Regions from separate parts of the Mus musculus genome. Here region 1 is linked to region 2. Evidence: chromatin contacts called from public Hi-C data. All regions are on one chromosome and are shown on one strand. Each heading gives the region's core, a stretch centred on a gene start, on an enhancer-like site or on the middle of the called end of the contact. The rest is flanking DNA. Distances are from core to core; before and after follow the strand shown. Region 1 overlaps Gm5860 (predicted gene 5860). Region 2 has its middle 120 kb from the start of Mpdz.

Evidence for each region. Hi-C and Micro-C count contacts between places; a contact is called where the count stands out from the background.
Region 1: a Hi-C map of cerebral cortex shows a contact between it and region 2, with 4 times the contacts expected there. The contact joins two enhancer-like sites. A contact is called at or near these places in 3 of 484 Hi-C or Micro-C datasets (brown adipocytes, cerebral cortex and embryonic fibroblasts) and 3 of 115 datasets of contacts at active chromatin or transcription factors (astrocytes, heart atrium and neural progenitor cells).

Annotation. Positions count from the first base shown.
Region 1 is chr4:82,089,331-82,094,483 of GRCm38.p6, reverse strand. All of the region lies in intron 2 of Gm5860 (predicted gene 5860), which reads right to left. Among named protein-coding and RNA genes, the nearest start is that of Gm11264, 26 kb to the right of the region's middle. Within about 2 kb of position 1,978, at least 32 of the 459 cell types and tissues checked have an H3K27ac peak or open chromatin away from gene starts, as enhancers often do. A contact at or near this core is called in cerebral cortex and neural progenitor cells, where this site is marked.
Region 2 is chr4:81,564,442-81,569,903 of GRCm38.p6, reverse strand. No RefSeq gene overlaps it. Among named protein-coding and RNA genes, the nearest start is that of Mpdz, 120 kb to the right of the region's middle. Within about 2 kb of position 1,758, at least 35 of the 459 cell types and tissues checked have an H3K27ac peak or open chromatin away from gene starts, as enhancers often do. A contact at or near this core is called in cerebral cortex and neural progenitor cells, where this site is marked.

The DNA of each region.
Region 1 (5,153 bases), core at 729-3,228, 520 kb before region 2:
AGCTGGATTTGTAGTTAGCCTGTGAGCCTCAGGCGTCTCTGGAAGCTGAGGCTCTGGATAACAAGGAGATGAAGCATACCAGAGACACCACCAAACACTGAAGAGGAAGGACCCAGGCCTTCTCATGCCTTTAGCATGAGATATTCCATGACCTTGTCCTCGACTCTTGTTCAGACTACTTTTCTTTGTCCTCCCTTCTCTCCCCTTTTCTGTTGCCTCTCATGTCTAAAACGTTGTTTAATTTTAAAGCCCCTGAGGTATAGCTTGGCTGCTGCTCAGAAGGAAAAGCCTCTTCCATTTAACAGGAATACAGGTGTCTAACAGCAACAATCATTTTCTACAGACTGCTCTCAGAGTTAAAATGAATATTTACAACAAGGACTCAAGAGGAGGAGTGCTTGACTTTTAAGACGTTTTCTCTGTCAGGCCTGGTGGATCAAGCCTTAGTGCTAGCGCCTGGAGAGCAGAGGAGATGGAGCCCTGTGAGTTCAAGGTCAGCATGGTCTCCATAGAGTCTTTCAGATCAGCCACTAAAGTAGAATGAGAACTTACCTCAAAACAAGCAAACAAACAAGCAAATGAGAGGCAATACATGGTCTGCATGCACATGTTAACCATAAAGCTGCTTTTCTGAAAAAATGGACATTAGGAGAAAGAATCGTTTTCTTTCTTTCGTTGTTTAGTTTGTCTTTGTTCTTTTTTTGTTTGCTTGTTTTTAGACAGTCTTTGCTTCACATTTTATTTTCATGAATATTAGGAGTCTGACATGGCCTCAAGTTACATAAACTCTCTGAGCTTCAGCCTTGTCCTATGTTGCCCAATCGATACTCACTCTTTCTTCCTTAGTTGTTAAGCACATATAGGACCCACAGCAGAGGACCTCTGATGGCTTCCTGTTCAAGGACATTGGTGACCATCCCTTTCTTTCCTACTCTAATGGAGACTGAGATGGTGGGAGATTACATGTATGTATTTGCATGTTACACACAACAATTACATATATGTATGTGTATATATGTATTTACATCTGTATACTTGTATTACCATATGTAAATAATCAGATAAATCAATGTAAACTCAAAATACTGGAAATAATAAGAAAACAATCTTCCAAAATTCCTATCAAATTAGAAATAAAACCTTAGTTCTGGGAATTCAGGAATGAATCCAAACAATCAAAAACATAAGGGGAAAGCAACAAGACACATGCAATGTTTCTTGGCAGATGTGCCCCCATTTCTCCTCACAGAACCCATATGAAGACAGTGTTCTCTTTAAGAGTGTGCAAGTGTCTTGGTGACTGCAGAGGGTTTGCCCTCATGCTAGTGTTGTCAAAGGTCTTGGTCTTTTCCCTTTTCAAGTCTATCCGATAAATCTTCCCCTTTCTTTCTCTTACTTCCTCCCAAATCCTCAGTGACAGGGACAGCTGCAGTCCCTTCCTCCCCCTCTAGCACTCAGTGTGGAAGGCTGTTGCCATTGGAGACCTCCCCAGCTCCCACAAGCTCTTTCTGTCCAAGAACCTAGGTGGTGGACTTAAAGTAGTAGAAAACAGTCAATAATTAGGAAAACAGATTTTTCAGCCAAACTAAGTAACTAAAGCTTGGATTTCATATCTGAAATATTGGTTGTGCTAATTAATTAGCACAAAAATAATGGTCTGTAGGGAAACATGGCTGTACAAACTTTTGGCTGGACCTAGCAAAAATGAACAATAGGCCCAGGAAAATGTTAATAGCAAAGAGAGGCATTCTAACAAAGTTTTACAGTATGTGGTTTAGGGTCCTCGGGGCGAACATATGCATTACACATCTAACCCCATACTGAGAAAATAATCTCTAATGCTGGTTCCTCAGCTACTCCTATTAAAAATTCTCCAAAATAGAAAGCCTGCCAATTTCAGACTAAGAATAAATGGCTCATGGTTCCTTCTGAAACAGCATCCAAGATTCATGTTCTCAGCACTGCACACAAAATCACTGGGGGAGGAACTGCTCTGGTTTCTGGGGAGCCAGAAAAAGCTCACATGTCAAGGCAGCTCCATTTCTTTCAGGCAGGGCACCCGAAGGTCCCTGTTTGTTCATGAAGGTTTCGGTCTTGATTTGATATTAAAAGAGGCCAGGATCCAGCTTTGCTTTTGTTAATATGCAGCCAATATCTATTTAGAATTCATGATGGAGGGGCTATAAAATGTATTCTGAACTTGGTAGGCTGTCACTTTGCAGAATCTACATGAAGAAAGGAAGAACCCAGTCCATTTTTCCCCCAAGACAGGGTTTCTCTGTGTAGCCCCAGCTGTCCTGGAACTCATTCTGTAGACCAGGCTGGCCTCGAACTCAGAAATCTGCCTGCTCTGCCTCCCAAACCCAGGCTATGTATGTGTGACCATGGTGGGTTTTATGGAGCACCGTGATGCTCTATTAATGGACCTGAAATTTGGATGAGTGGAGAGTTTCTTTACATAAATTATTGTATAGTTAAATAGATATTGGTACATGAAATGATATTGGTGAACATATGTGAGGAAAGACATGGGAAAAATTTTAAATTGTTTCAAACCTTTGTATTGTGATGTGTGATGTGTACGTGTGAGTGTGTGTGTGTGTGTGTGTAATGACTGAAGAAAACATTTGAAATGTGAAATTATATATCAAAGTCTTCAGCTACAATCTCAGCTCCCAGCTGTGACAGTCTGATTGTTCCTCTAGCTTTCTCATGCCTGGGTGTTCCTATTAGTAATGATGAACTCTTTATCTCTGTCCATACTACAGGGAAGTGAGGACCAGGCTGAAGGGACAATAGACCACTCTCAGACCTAAATTCTTAAATACATATATCCCTTGGCTTTTAGTGGCTAAAATAGAAGGTGATGTTAAAATATTGCCATGTGTCAGTTATTTAATTTCTTAATTTGGGAGTCTGATTCTGCAAATACTTGACATTGACTGGTTCTCCAAGGCTCTGAGAGGCTCTAAGTACCATCTCTCATGGAGACACTCGTGATCTCTGATCCCAGGCTGGTGGAGCTCTGTGTTAGGAGTCCACACCTGCCTAGTGTTGAGCTGCTTGTTGTTACATCTGGGCAGGTCTCACTTGTATTTGACACTGTGAAGACAAGTAGACAGAACAAGACTCTCATTTCCCAAGTTTCTGACCTGTTCACTCAACCTGAGAAGTAGACGGCAGTCCTATACACATCAATAACTTTCAAATTATGAGTCCCACATTCAGAGTGACCTTGATTTCAAGGCTCTCTTAGGCATCCTGTTATTCCTGCTGGCTCCTGGATGTTTCTGTACATGACCTACAGCTTGTATGACCCTGTCCCTTTGAGGCAGCCTCTGTTCTCAGAAGTTAGAACATTTAGGCATGTTCCCAAAACTCCTTTGCCTTGGGATTTGGCCTACAGAGAGAAACACTTTTCTTTCTCTTTTGGCTGCTTCCAAACCTGTGTGTGACTGCATAGTGTTATGTCTGCTGAGTGTGAGCGTAGAAAGGACAGGCCTCCATTTCCAAGAATCAACAATTATGCTCACAGAGACAATCCATGAGATTTCTTTGGATGTGCTTCAAGAGGCCATGCCCGTACAAACACTATCCAGTATTTTCATTGAGTCTGAATTGGCCATTGAAAGTGTCATTTCACAAGGACCCTATTCTAAGTCAAGTTCCTTACAATATGACAGCATTCCTTTTTATTTCTAAGCCTGGCCTGTTTTATACCTTTGACCCCTTTTATGTGTGGCAAAGGGAATTACAATTCAGTTGTGTTTCACATGCTGACAATTTTGACTTCATGTCCTTGGAATTTTGCCTGGCAGATGAACGAAGGGCTGACATTAGGTTGCGTATATGCTGTGCTCTACAATTAGAAGAGGCACAGAGCTGCTCCATGGGCTGTAATGGTATTTCATCACCCCCCACCTTGTTCTAAGTAAGGATCTGATTCTCAACAATTACATATGCTGTGGTAGTCTATTCATAATAGTATTTCAAGATCAGACTAATATCTACCTACACACCTCAGTTTTTTAGCCAGCACAAGACTGAGAGAATACAATGAGTAGCCCATAGCTGTATTAGTATTATTCTTCCTTACATACTTTGTGGGTGTGTTGTCTTAAAGACTCTGACTTAAGGAGGCAAAGACATCCTTGATGAATGTCACATAGGACTCTCCAAGTACTAGCTGGTGGGCTACTGTGTGTGACCGAGATACTACTGAATCTCACTGGAACTCCTCTTGATTGGTCCTATATGCACAATTTTCTGCAAAGAGTCATCTCCTTACTCCCATTGATTATTACAATGTCCATATAAGGACAGGGAGATAGGCTAATCTATATAATAATGGAAAGCTGGAGGACCACTGTAGTAAATATGCAGTTTATGTTCATTTGCCATGCTTTAGAGAGCCCTATGAATATAAGGAAAGTCATGGCATCAGATGAGGCCGAACTAGCAAAAATAAAGTGCAATATCACTAGACAACGATCTTTATTCTCGGTCCAAGACAAAGAGAATTTAAGGCAAAGGAGACGTGGTGTGGCTTTATGGGCACATCCAATAACAAAGTGATGCAACATAACTTTGACCCAGATGCAATCTTTCCCTCTGTTCCAAATTACAAACAAGCTACTCTGCAGGGACCAGTACAGTGGGAAGCAGATAAGAGCATTTCGTCACCATCACCTGAGAAGGGTTAAGGGCACAGCAATGAAGCCACACAGTAGTCTGCCAACTTGGTGCTTATGGCCATTATGGAAACTGTAAGAAATAACAAACAGGTAGACTTTTGCTTTCTTCCTAAGGGATTTATAATCCAATGGATCTGAGATGAAGAAAGAGGAATTCTTTGAGCTTTTTGGAGTGACTATATTAATGAATGTGATTTGGAGGCCATTTGTCTAATGAAGTTGAACTGAGTGAAGTCTACTATGAGAACCAGAAAATGTCATTTCAGTCTTCTACAGTAATGCTATAGTAGGCCCCTTTCTTTTATTCTTCATACGGTATTTTGTCAATCTCTTTGTAACCTTAGTTGTGAAAAACTAGATTATGAAGAAATACAAAAATATTTTTATTCTGGGAGACTATACAAATTAAAAATACTGTCACTAAATGTTTGAAGCTTTAATACCTCTTAAAAATATTCC
Region 2 (5,462 bases), core at 509-3,008:
TGTTTTGTTCTTTATAGGCAGCCACCGTCATTTCCAATGAATCCTTACTGGTCCCAAGTCACTGCTAACACTGACCAAGTTTTTGTCTCTCCAAAGTCTATTATCTTTTCTAAAGAGCAAGCAGTTTGGGAGCTGTCCTGCTTTTATTTACAGTGTTAGGGACCATGAACAGTCCAAGTAGAGAATACCAATCATAGGTGACTGAATTCACAGCAGCGGCTGGGAGGAATCCAGTAACCACGAGAAAATACATAAGGTCAACAACATTCAGGTTCTCTCTACCAGCTCCAAGGGCCTGAGGTCTGCTTCAGCTGCATATGTGCTCTCTCTCTCTCTCTCTCTCTCTCTCTCTCTCACACACACACACACACACACACACACACACACACACACACACACACTCACACGGTGCATCTCGAGGTGCTCATATACTTTTATCCACCAGGAGTTATACCACCTGCCAAATCATACCTCATCTTCCAACCTTGTCACCCTAAAGCGAAAAGGATTTGTATTTTCACTCCAGCCCATAACTGGTAGAACCTTATCCCATTTCTGCTTCTCTTTACATTCATTCTGCCAAATCCGTGTGGTCTCTCTCTGACATTCTCTATCAAACTGAAGAGATTGTGTGAGGTCAGTGACACAGAAGAACTTGTGTTCGGGTTTATAGGGAACCCGAAAGCTGGAGAGATGCAAGGAACTCGTGAACTCACAAGAAGAAAGAAAAGCAAGAAGGTGTGTGGAGAGAGCTCACGTGAACAGCAGAAATAGATGAGATCATGCCTGGTGGAGTGAGAGAACAGGACTGGGATTTGCTTTACCAGGTTGTCATTTCCAAGATGAGTAACTCTTCAGGCTTATTTTTCTTGAGGATATTAAAAACTTAGTGAAACGGATGCTCAGATTCTAATTATAAATAGCAGTTACAATAAGCTCAGGAACCCAGCTAATTCACATAACCCTCTAGAAGCATCCGTTAGGCAAATGAATGTGCTCTACCCAGTGTCTGTAGGTCCGTTGCATTGAGTCCACCTACAGTAAGGAATAGAGTAGCTTCTCTTTCTTGAAGGGTTATTTTTTTATTACTAATTTAACTGGTGTTAAACTGGTGAGCATATGAGTGTCACTACAATTTGGAGTTCGGTTCACCAAAGTATGTTTTTGTACATTGATGGCGAAACCGAGAGATCTGTTCTCCCTGCAATGCTGTGAGATGCTGGGGGCCCAGCAGCTTTTTCAGCTCACAGCAATGAAGCATGTACCAGCAGAGTGGGCTGCTTGCCTTGTCGGAAAGAAAGAATCTTGGGAACTCTCTGTCCTGCTGGAGTCTATGGCAGCAAACCGATTTTAACATCCCTTTTCACCAAATGAGATTTTTTTTTACTTTTTCAGATTCCTAAATCATGAGCCAAACTCGTATAAACCATTCAATATGTCATGGAAGACCTCCACTGTAAAATTACTATGTTGAATTTCCAACTTTTTTTGTGTGTGTGTGTGTGTGTGTTCAAAAAATTTAAAAACACAACAAAACAAAACATTTCTCCAACACCAGAAACATGATCAACTCCAAATCCAGAAAGATTTACAAATGCCAGAACATGGTTATCTCCCAGCAAACATACCATTTCTTTGTTTCATAGGACACTAAGGATGAATTATTCATGAGACCTGATTTCACATGCTTATTGTGTCTGGTGGCAAAGTCCCCGCCTGCTCAGCCTCGGGAAAGCTGGGGCCTCTCTGCTGCACAGGGCATGGTGCCATCCAGGGACCAGCCATGTGCTCACGAGTTACTGGAGCAGGGCAGGCAGCTCCAGTGGTCTCAGCTGTGCAGACAGCTGTTTGCCCACCGTCTGTGATGGCAGAAATGTGTGGTGGGTTTATCCTGAACAGCGTGCTCCCCCACCCCCTCAACCACACATGTGCTAGCAGGCTCTTACACACACACACACACACACACACACACACACACAATTCCATGCTGAGCATCCTAGTCTCCACCATCACCAGAGGAAAGAGAAGCCCCGAGATTTGGAACCCAGAATGAGCAGTTGACAGGAGTGGAGAACAACTCCTAATCTTACATGCAACACTGTTGGAGGAGTGTCTGTAGCCTCCTCCAGACCCAAGTTTCTCTTGTCAATTTGGTATCAAAAGGTTTGTGCATGCATGAAATTCAAAATGATTTATTGTTCATATACTGCTTTATTTAGTTGCTTAATAGGTTGATGGATGTGCAAAGGTCCTACATAAAGCAGAGGCCTCTTTTTTTTTTTTCCCAAAAGGAAAAAAAAAGTAAAGAAATAGATTGCCACCAGGAGTTTCATCCCATAGTAAAGACAGCCCTTCTAAGCTGGCTTGTGTTTGTAAAGAGTTCCCTTTGTCTCTTGCCTGCTACCTATCTCTGATATTTAGTAGTACACAATGCTACTACACCTTAGACACTACGGGAAGTGACAGGGATGAAGAGAACAAATATCCGGAGTACACCCTGGAGTTCTTTCTAAGCTCCATCCAATCTGTAGTAGGCAGTTCTTTCTTGGTGGAGCTTGGGGTAAAACAGACTTGCCCATCTCCAACAACAGAAGTCATTAGCATCCCATGGCCTCCCTTCTCTACGGAGAGAGATGCAGGGAGGGAAATCCTCTATGCTGGCTTCCTCCGTTGTGCCTCTTATCATTTGGTTCTTTTGCAGACACTGGACTACTTTCATTTTATAAGGACGCACTCCTCCCCAACTAGCATAGGTAATAAAATGAAATTCTCTAAAAACGTGGAAAAGATGGCTGTCAGAGAAGTTCCACCAACCTTTTACTAGCCTGTCTTGAATTTTATTTATTACTTCATTAGAGGTTCTAATATTTTGATTCAGTCTTGGTGAATAGGAGTCAAACTAGGGAGGGGCAAATTTGTTTATAGCAAGTGGCGGTTGAATTTGTGCAGAACTCTTACTCGATCAATGTTCCGTGCAAGCGACATTTGCACAGGCTCTCTGTAACCTCTTTTCCAAACAAACTCTAATTTGACATAATGCAGTGGAGAATGGCACCAGTCATCGGCTTTGCGTCAGAAACGCATTTTATTTGGATTCAATTCAGACTTAACGAACTGGTTCCCGTAAATGCAGCAGATGGGATTGAGGCAAATGGAACCCTGTGTGGGGCCTCACGCCCGGCAACCACGGCTGCTCCCCTGCATGCAAGCCTTCCCTGAGCTAGTTGGTTAGCTAGTTAGCTAATTGGTTAGGCTCATTCCAGCTGAAACTGGGTTTATAATTTTCAGAGTTCTCTTACCAGTCCACCAAACTGAGGCTTGAGAAGTGACAGTCCAGCAAAAGCCGCTAGATAACGTCCTTCTCTCTCTGCCCCACTGATTCGTGTGAAGAACGTTGCCAGAAGATGGCCCAACGGTTTATAAAGTTGGCAAAGCTATTGCCAGACCTTTTCTTCTAAAGGTCAATTAAAAATGCTAGCTGTACTGTAAACAGAATTCTTCATAGAAGAAGACCACACGGTACCCAGAGTGGTCTCTTAATACAAAATATCAATTCGATTTTCCTCAGGAGATTCACTCTCCTTTTGCAATGCAAATATTTTCAAGTGTACTAAACACGTTTTAGCACCTCAACATAGGCACTAAAACTATTTGCATGCAAAATTACCCAGAGTAGGCAGACAGGCACAAGCTTATGCTAGCACCATATGTGCTGAAGAATTCGAGCCAGAAAACAGCTAGTACTGGACGGTATTTACAATTTAAATTTAATTTTACATTATTATTCAAATGAGCATTTATATATAAGTCTCTATTAAAATTAATGCTTCACATGGAACAAAATTTTCACCTAAAATTATACTTGCAATAGTACTGGGCCTTTTTGCCCAGCTATCTAGATCATTTAAGAACCACAAAGCATTTCTATTTGTTTTTCGATTCTACCTGAACGACAGAGTCACGCTTTTCCTATGAGAATGAAAAGTAAAACTAATCTCGATTGGAAGGCCGGAAATCAACACAAGCACAGACCAACCCTGACACACTAAAGAGTGTAAACGATCGGAGAGAACCCGATGCTGCCTGATGATATCATAGTTCTTTTCTACCTTTCCACTAAAACGCCAACGATCTCTTTCCCTTTGCCTTCCAACAAGTTCCATGTGTTTTGTGAACAGTGACATGCCTTTGGCTTGATGTTTTGTTTGCAAAATGCAATGTGTTTTACTGTCCCCAGAAAGTAGCACTTCTTTGTATACTCAGAAACACGATCAACTGCATGCCCTGTTTTGTGCAACCCAGGGAAGGAGCCTTCCACCCTGGGCAACAGCGGTATGTGTGTGAGGGGTGCCTCAGAAGCCGTTGCTACAATACCACAAACAGAAGGCTGCCTCCTTCACTGTCCCCGAGAGTCATTTTCTATTTTAGGATTGGTAAAGTGGTAAGTCTTTAATGTCACTGATTTAAACGCTGCGCACTTTACGTTCATCTTCACTTTACAGAGAAAACTCTAGATGGATCAGAAGCCAGCATTCATTTTGCTCACCTGGGCTGCTTGGCTGTGTATTTATTCTTGGAGGCCCTTTGAAAATAAAGTCTCCATCCTCTCTTCATTGGTTCCCCACAGATCCACGGTTTCCTACTTACAGCTAGTGCACACACATCATAGAGGTATCAGCCAAATAAATACAAAACTTGAGTGGGGTTCTTAGAGATTGTTATTTTGTAGTCTATTTTAATGAAAGTCTATGAACCAAAAGTAGAAATATCCTTCAAATACTGGGACTGTGGTAATCTTTATAGCCTGTGGCCAAGGAACTCAAACTGGAATAGAAGGAATAGAATAACTTTTTAAAAATTAAGGATAAAAATAGTGTCAAATGTACCTAGAATCTTAACTGCAAAACATATTTACTCCTGGATTAACTATAATAAATTTTACCTTAAACCTAGCAAATAGAATGTTTCTTTTGAAAAACTTAAAAAGTAGGGCTCTAAGGCTAATGTCTCTTTTGCCTTCTTTTCTCCCCCTTTTTCTTGAAAACCACAGGAAGCTGCCTTCTTCCCCGACTTGCAATCAGTCTCCAAAATGTTGAATCATTGCCTGGATGCATGAACTCAACTGTGTGCAGCTTTAATGTATAGCAGCCAACATTTCTATACATAAGTACTCTCAAAGGGGCTCAGAGGAGAACTAGAGACCTTTGGTTCTGTGGGTTTAATGGGAATGGAAAATCTCCACGTTTACACATCTATTCTCACATATTAATATCATTACATTTAAACGGAGGTTTGATTTCAAACATTGAATTAATTAAGAAGGGAACATCTACGGTATTAGAAAGCCAAATCAAATGCCAACAGCGCCCTCTACTGACTTCTAAAAGAAAACTTTTTTTTTTTTTTTGTCTAGCAACAGAAAGAAAATTTCTGTTTATTTACTTAGCGAAGCACCCAGACAC